Regions from separate parts of the Rattus norvegicus genome. Here region 1 is linked to region 2. The links are chromatin contacts, called in public Hi-C maps. All regions are on one chromosome and are shown on one strand. The core of a region is the stretch at or near the end of the contact, and the rest is flanking DNA. Distances in the headings are between cores, read along the strand shown.

Region 1 (4,188 bases), core at 1,514-4,013, 240 kb before region 2:
ATGGAGGAGCCAGTATTTATATATTATTATAAGATAATACCCTTACCTCACCAGGCTGTTGTGAGAATTAATTAATGTTTGCCAAATACTTTGAGCTGTAAAGATGAAAGGCGGCAGGAACCCTAAGTGGTATTTTTGTCTGTATTCGAATTTGCCTGTTGTGAAATCAATCAATCTTTCTTTCTTTCTTTCTTTCTTTCTTTCTTTCTTTCTTTCTTTCTTTCTTTCTGACAATCATTTTTTCCTTTGGGGAGAAAAGGTAAAAATTGCCTTATCCACGAAGTTCACCCTCAAAATAGCGGGTATGATATCTAGGTGTTAATCTAAAGAATAGATTGAAGTAGAGGCTTCACTTCAAAAGAATGTATCCCCTCTCTCAAGACCTCTCCCGGGAGTGTCAAGTTCAATCTGGAATTCCTGCTGAGAAATGACCACATGTGAAGGCCAGGACCAACTGGGTGTTGGTGTAGCCTGTGAACAACAACTCCACACTCTGCCAGTTAGCCTCTCTGCTGAGTGGTTTAAGTGAAGTCCACAACCTGCTTACTGAAGAGAAAAAGGCTTCCTTAATCCCGCCCAAGGTTCAAGGGCCATGATGGGAAACTGGTTCTGCTAAGAGCTCGCCAAATTGTTTGAGAGGAACAGAGTTTGCTCTGCTGTGCGGTAATCCTAGCGACCGGAGGGAGGTAAGATGCTGTAGCCTTTGGTGGGCTCATCTAAGAGAACAAGATTAAAAGGCAGACCAAGCAGTGCAAACCTCAAGTTTGAAGGATCAGAATTCTTCCCTCCCCAACAGCACTCTTCACAGGCAGAGACCTTTGTCTTCTCCCCCCCACCACCCCCCAACCCCGGAGCTGAGGACCGAACCCAGGGCCTTGCGCTTGCTAGGCAAGCGCTCTACCACTGAGCTAAATCCCCAACCCCCGACCTTTGTCTTCTTTACCCATAGGTTTGTGTCTACATTCTTTAGGGTCAACATATGGTGTTTTGCATCCCCAGAGCAAAATACTGGACAAGCTACTTATCAAGTTGTTACGGAGAGTCAGTGTCCAGCGAGCACAGAGGACTGCAGTTTAGTCTGCTTCGCTGCAGGGTCCACAGTAGCAGTGAGAGCAAGCAGGTAACTGCTATTGAAGTAGAGACATCAGACATCCTTATTTTATAACATCCACTCCTGAGAATCCAAGAGGCCACTCAAGATCTCACACCTGATAACGTCAGGATCTTCCATGGACCCCACATTAATGGTTCTGTTCCTTCCCAAAACACCACCCAAGAGACCAAGGATTTCATCACATGGGATCCTTAGGGGACACTCAACCATGAGAAAAGTACAGTAATATTTCTCCTGGTACCGTCCAGGTGATGAGACGGAGCTGGTGGGCCGAGGAAGCAGTTAGATGATGAGTTAGTTTGATAACCACAGTGGCCTAAAGCAACTGAGGAAGATATAGGTTTATGTCACAACGCCATCATCACAGAAACCTAGGCAGGAACTTAAAGGCAGGAACCTGGAGACAGGAACAGGTGCAGAGACCACAGAGAAACACTGCTTACTGGCTGGTTCCTCCTGACTTAGTCTGTTTTCTTTTACAACCCAAAACCAGATGCTCAACGGTGCTCTACCCACAATGGTCTGGATCCTTCCACGTAAACTGCCAATCATGAAAAGCCCCACAGGCTTGTCTATGGTCTAATCTGATAGGAGCATTTTTTTCATCGAGGTCTCCTTTTCTCAGATGACCAGCTTGGATTGAGGTGATAGAAAACAAACAAACAAACAAACAAACAAACAAACAAGAAGAACAAGGGATGACCAGCAGAGCACAGGGATGACCAGCAGAGCACAGGGATGACCAGCAGAGCACAGGGATGACCACCAGTACCTGTCTCTACCACAAGGACAGCCAGATTCCCTCCGGATAGAAAGCTGGAAATTCCCAGGAGTTTTCTAACCTCCTCCTTTAGTAAATGTTCATATAGGCAGAGAAAACTTTAAAATTAACCTTTTTTTTTACTCATTCCAAAATTAAAGGGATGTCTTCTATTGGCTCGCCATTAATAATTCCCTCCCTTAAATTCACACATGCCTTGGCAGTCTTCCAGCATGTTTGTGTAATGGCATAGCAAGATTTGGAAGGCAGAAATTCATTCTCAGAGAAAAGCTAATGACTCATTTTCCCTATCAATTTAATCATCTTCTATCCATTCTTTTCAAAAGTATTCACAATGTTCTCCTGCCGCCCACAACAAGCTAAGAATAAGCATCCAAATTCCTGGGCAATCAAGGAAGAAAGCTTGGCGAAAGGAGTGTCAATGTCTCTTTGAGTGCGTTTGACCCCACATTGACCTGACTCCGACTCGTCCTACCTCCGAGGGGCTCTCACAGCGTAAGAGCCCACCACAGAGTTCAGACTTTCCTGCTTGGGCACGGTCAGCTTGGCGTTCCTGGAGGCGGGTAGATGGGGAAGAAATCCATTAACTAATCACCAGCGAGGCTGCCCTAGAACCTCTGTGCACGGTGAGGCTCTCTGAAAAAAAAATCACTTAGATACCAATAAGCTGTGGGAGTGGCGAGCACGTAGCATATTTTTTGTTTCTACAAAGCTAAAAAGAGATAAACCTACGCGTTTGATTTAAACCCCTGAATAGTTTAGAAACAGAAATGAAAGTGTTTTTTTCTCTGCCCCCACAAGTACCACCACACTTTTTGGGTTAGTCCAGAGTGGTGCGCGCATGCCCCATTCTCCCAGCAGAGGTCGCTGCTGCCCACCATAATCTTCAAAGGCCCTTTCCCTTGTCTAGTTAACTGCAGTGGCTTTAGACAGAGGCTACAGGGTGAAATACATTAGTCTTTAGAGATGGAGAAGAAAAGAATCTGTGGTTTGGGGAATCAAAAGGATCGAAATGTTGGAGAAAGTGATACTTTAATGCGTCTGGGCCGAATAGGCTTCAATCTGGACAAACTGGTCAGAGTTCTTTTGGTAAAATGACAGCCTAGCTCCATTCTCATTAAACCTGCCCGATCTCTTTCTTTTCTGAGTGTCACCATCAGCTGAGAAAATAGAGACAGGAAGGCCTGGCAGTGCATGCTGTTGCCCACCTGCCGTTCTCAACAGGATACTCATCACATTGTTCAGGGTCGCATCTGTGACACAGCTAATCACCCAATGTGCTCCAACCTTGGGTGTCCCAGAAGATAGTCTAACCTCAGTTGGGGGCGGGGTAGGCTTTAGTGGTAGCAGCTTCCTTCCTCAGGAACTTAGCAAGTCCAGTAGGTTGTGAGGGCCAGGTCAGGTCTCTGCCTACATGCGATAAGTTCCCACCTCCCTATTTGGCGTGTTCCTCTGGGTAGCGAGCGGGCTGTCCTGACCAAATGCTGATATGGCTCTGGCTGCACAGGTGTGGGTTCTAACCCCGAAGGTGACCCGCTGCGCACTGCACATGGCTGCATCCCCAGTGACATTAGAAATAAAACACTCCAGGCTTAGAAATCATTGGTTAAGATCACATACTGCTCTTTCAGAAGACCCGAGCTTGGTCCCTAGCACCCACATGGTGGGATGGGGGTGCGAATGTGTAACTCCCAATAGCCTTTAATTCCAGCTCAAGGATGCCACCTTCTGGATCCTGTGAGCATCTACATCCACAAACGCGCAACACGGACGCACCCAAACACACGTAATTAAAAAGAAATCAGATAAATAAATTTTTAAACGAAGCATTTCTTTTTCAGTTTCTCTGGATCCATCAGGGGCTAACCACTAGCATTTAAATCAAATATTTAGAAGGATCAGGGAGGGTAGGTTAGTGGTAGAAAGCTAGGGTAGCTGCCTTGGGCCATGAGTTTTATTTCTAGCATGGAAAAATGTAAAGGTAGGACAAAAGCTTTGTTTTTTCAGAACTGTTTTAGGACCAAAGCAAAAAGTAGGAACTACAGAAGGTTTCTACATACTCTCAGCACCCCGAATCCTGGCCCGTTTGTTACAACCCCTAAACCCGCACAATTATCTGCCAAAGTCCATACTCATATTAGGGTTCCCTTTTTGTGCCTCTAGTCTGGACAAATGGATAGTGACCCAAGTCCAGCATTACAGAGCAGTGTGGTTGTCCTAAACTCCTGTGTGGTCTGCCAAGTCGCCCCCTCTTCATCTCTAATCCCTGACCACCACTGTTCACCTCTCAGTG
Region 2 (4,057 bases), core at 3-2,502:
AGTCAATATTTCCTCTGTGACCTCTGTTTCAGTTTCTGCCTTCAGATCCGGGCTCTGACTTCCCTTCAAGAAGGACTGTAGCTGTAAAATGGAATCAACTCTTCCCTTCCCAGCTTGCTTTCTGTCATGGTTGTTATCACACCAAGAGAAAGCAAATTTGGACACAACACTTGTTCCTTTTCCTTCAGTTTGACCTGTTGATGCAACTCAAGGAACCTAGTCTTCCAGGAAAACTACCCCCTTCAGTACAGGGCCCAGGCTACTTTCAGTAGGAGCCAAGACCTTGTGACTTCAAGAGATCAAGATAGGGTAAGCTCGGGGTGGAGACTGGGAGAAGGAACAGGCCTCAGCTCACGTGCTTCCTGAAGAATCCCAGTGTCAGCATGGAACTTCTGTCCCTAACTCTTCCTCCCCAAGTACTAGGACCGCAAAACAAACCTTTTATTTATATACCCAATGAATTAAGTCCTCCCAGCAAGAAGTATGATCAGGAATAGCTTACAGGGACAACATAAGCAAAACCTCAGCTGTTACAGTCCAGAGATTCAGTTAAAAAGAGGAGTGCCAGGACTGGAGAGCAGCTCTGAGTTAGGGTGCTTTTCTAGCATGCCCAAGGTCCTGGGCTGGACATTCGGGGCCGAAGAGGGTGCGAGAGGGGGAGGGGGCGCTTGGGACACAGCCCACTACACCGGCTTTAGGTTAAGGACGACCCATGTACACATTACCTGAGACCTCTCCTCGTCTTCACTTACAGGGACTGCTGTATTAAAGTGTCTACAGCTCACCTTTCCCTTCACCCCATGATTAAACCCAGAAAACAAACATCGTGTGATGTTCTTACAAAGACCTCACAGGTCTAGAGGGTTTAAACAGAGGCGACAAAGACACAAAACAATCACCCCGCCGGTGTTCCAAGCCTCACTGTTGACTGAGTGCTCCATGCTGCTACCACATTCCAAATTCGGCTAGGGTCAGCGGTTCGGGCCCCTTTCCAGGGTCAGTCCCCTCCAGTCCAGGGCTCTTCTTGCAAGCTCTGGAGGATGCCGAAGCGCAGTAGCCCAGCACTGCCAGCGAAGCCCACTTACGTTGCTTAGCAACGGACTCCACTCTTCTGCAGCCACCGCCTCCTCCGGCTGCTGGACAGATACGTACCAGCCAGGCTCGGCTTCTATACTGTACCGGGACGCCTGCATGGTACTTCGCGACCGACTGCCTAGTAAATCAGCGAGTCGCTTCCCCTAGCCCCAAGCGCCCCGGCTGAGCGGCTCCAGGGGGCGGAGCTACGGGCCTGACCCTTCCCGGATTCCGTAGCAAATCGCGGCCCGGAAGAGAGGCGCAGAGTCCACAGGGTCTGTACGCTGCCTTCACGGCCAACAGTGATGACGTCACCATCCGCAGAAGACCCATTTCCGAGCTGCACCAGAGCATGAGGTGAGGGTTTGGGTCTTAATCCGGCCTCGACTGTTGCTGGATCTGGAAAGATGCAGCTGGTTAGAGAGCCGTAGACTTTCGTGTGATGCAAAAGACCCGGTGGTACTGCCGTGGGACCCGTGCTCTCCTTTCTCGCCCAAGGAGCGCAAAAAGGCCGCCAGGCCATTCATCTCATTGTCCCCGAGCCCGAGCCCTTGGTACCGGGGCTGGTCAAACGCATGGTGAGGACTAGTGTAGCTCAGTGGTAGAGGTATTGCCTAGCATGAGTAATGCCCAGGATTAGGTTCCCAGTACCACAAATTTTTTTTCGTGGTGTTTAATCTACATTTTACAAATGGAAGACGGACAACTACATTTACAGTGTCAGTAAACTAGCAGTCGGCACTAGTTCCTTAAGTATGAGTGCAAACGTAAACTTCATTGTTTTATATTATAGGGCTCTGTAACAGGATCGTTTACCATTTACTTGGTATTTTAAAAGATGAAATGAATCACTAGTATTGTGCTTCACACAGCACAGTATAGTCTTGTCATCAAAATACTGAAGCTTTTAGCTAGAGGCATGGCATATGGCAGTACAGTATGAAAGGCACCCTAACAGTAGACTAAGGTCATGTGGGAAGGGACAAATCTCATGTGTCTAGACCAGCCTGGAGGATGTCCTTAACTTTTGATCTGCTTTCTGAGTGCCTGCACCACCACGCCCAGGTTATGTAGTGCTGAAGCCCATGGATTTGCATAAGCATGCTAGGCACACACTCTTCCAACTAAGCTGTATCCCCAGCTTTAAGGTCATTGTTAACTAAGGCTTTTGTTTTTTGAGGTCTGGTCTCAAATGCATTACAGACTGACCTTGAACTTCTAATCCTCTTTATTTCCTCAAGCTGAGATTACAGGGAGGCCTCACCATATATGTGATGCTGGGGATAACCCCCAAGACTTCATGCATGCTAGGCAAAGACTGTAATGGACTTTTAAGCCTTGTTGAGCCACTTAGCAGCTACATAACTTTGGGTGAGTAACCTACCCCTTAGCTTACAAACTTCATAACACAGCTTCTGATACAACAGCCCATAAGAATAAATAAAATAAGATCCCATAAGAATATCCTAGTAAATATCGCCATTGGTGACAGCATATAAAGTGATCATTTCATTTAGAAATGTCCCTTAACTCAAATTTCATGCTTCTCATTCTGTGTGTGTTCTATAGAAAATTGTGAGCAGAGTTCTTTGGGTGCAGGGAGGCTGCTAGACCACTAATCTTTGTTACAGAGGCAAGTAGACTGAACACGCAAATGTATTGTTTACTAGGGACAATGATCATACCTGCAAGAGAGACTGCCCTCCCTTGCCATCCAAACCTTTTGTCAGCACTTGGCAGGGGATTTGAAGGAGAATTTATATTTTCATTCTCAAAAGCCATTGTGAATGTGCTCACATGTAGTTTGATGGTGTTTTTTTGGTTATTTTCCCTAGAATCTTACTGAAGCCATTTGGATTCTCAAGACTTCTGCAAGCCGAATGGTGTTACCTCAGTGAATCAATATTGTTGTTTACACTGGTACCGAGACTTAGGAAAGCATCTACTAATTTCTTATTGGGTCAAAGACAAGGGTTCTCAACCATGCCAGAAGCGGAAGCAAGCGTGAGAGATAGGGAGTTGTTTTCACCACCCTCTGATGTTCGAGGAATGACAAAACTTGATAGAACAGCTTTTAAAAAGACAGTGCCCATCCCCGTGCTTAAGGCGAGGAAAGAAGTAGTCAGCAGATTGATGCGAGCCCTCAGGAGAGTAGCGCTGCAGCGCCCGGGCATAAAGCGAGTGATTGAGGACCCCAAGGATGAAGACAGTAGGCTGATCATGTTGGATCCCTACAGAATGCTTACCAGTGATTCCTTTGAGAAACCAGAACTCAGTGCTTTAAAAGAACTTGATGTCAACCCACAGTTATCACAGTACAACTTGGAACTCACATATGAAAATTTTAAGTCAGAAGAAATTTTGAGAGCTGTGCTTCCTGAGGGTCAAGATGTGACCTCTGGATTCAGCAGAGTTGGACATATTGCACACCTGAATCTCCGAGATCATCAGCTGCCGTTCAAGCATTTAATTGGTACATGGATTATAGTCAGATTCATATTCCAGAAAAAAATGACATTCTAACTTTAGTGTTTAATTTTTTATTTTAAAACGCTAACTTAAAGAAGCAGGGTAGTTTAGTTTTTATTTGAAAACAAACGATAACCACCATCCTCCATTTTGAAAAGCATTTTGGAATATCTTCTTTGTAGTCACAGTGTTGTCAGAGACTTTTGGGTCTCTACACACACACACACCCCAACCTCTTTATTATATTGAACAAAAGCCATTAGGCCTTTGGGACAATGGTCAGTATGAGGTTTTGAAATTTGGTGTTTCAGAGTCAAGTATACAATGCTAGTGACTGACCAATTTAGCTAATTAAGCCTCTTCTTTATGTTAAGCACTTTAAAACCTTTTTTTTTTCATTTATGTTTATTTTCTGTGTGTGGGTGTTTTGCCTGCATGTTTGTCTGGGCACTATGTATGCACAATATGAAGTCCAGAAGAGGATGTTGGAAGCCCTGGAATTGCAGTTGCAGAT

The links. A called contact is a pair of places that touch in the nucleus more often than the background predicts.
Region 1: a Hi-C map of the A7r5 cell line shows a contact between it and region 2, with 2.7 times the contacts expected there. The contact joins the enhancer-like site here to the promoter of Slc38a6 in region 2. A contact is called at or near these places in 2 of 12 Hi-C or Micro-C datasets (the A7r5 cell line and mammary epithelial cells).

What each region holds. Positions count from the first base shown.
Region 1 is chr6:97,959,271-97,963,458 of GRCr8, reverse strand. No RefSeq gene overlaps it. Among named protein-coding and RNA genes, the nearest start is that of Tmem30b, 29 kb to the left of the region's middle. Within about 2 kb of position 2,763, at least 6 of the 93 cell types and tissues checked have an H3K27ac peak or open chromatin away from gene starts, as enhancers often do. A contact at or near this core is called in the A7r5 cell line, where this site is marked.
Region 2 is chr6:97,720,721-97,724,777 of GRCr8, reverse strand. It overlaps Slc38a6 (solute carrier family 38, member 6), which reads right to left and starts at 1,252. Exons shown (of 16, transcript NM_001013099.1): 1 at 1,086-1,252. The coding sequence starts at 1,193. Trmt5 (tRNA methyltransferase 5) reads left to right here and starts at 1,379. Exons shown (of 5, transcript NM_001396073.1): 1 at 1,379-1,431; 2 at 2,910-3,547. The coding sequence starts at 1,427.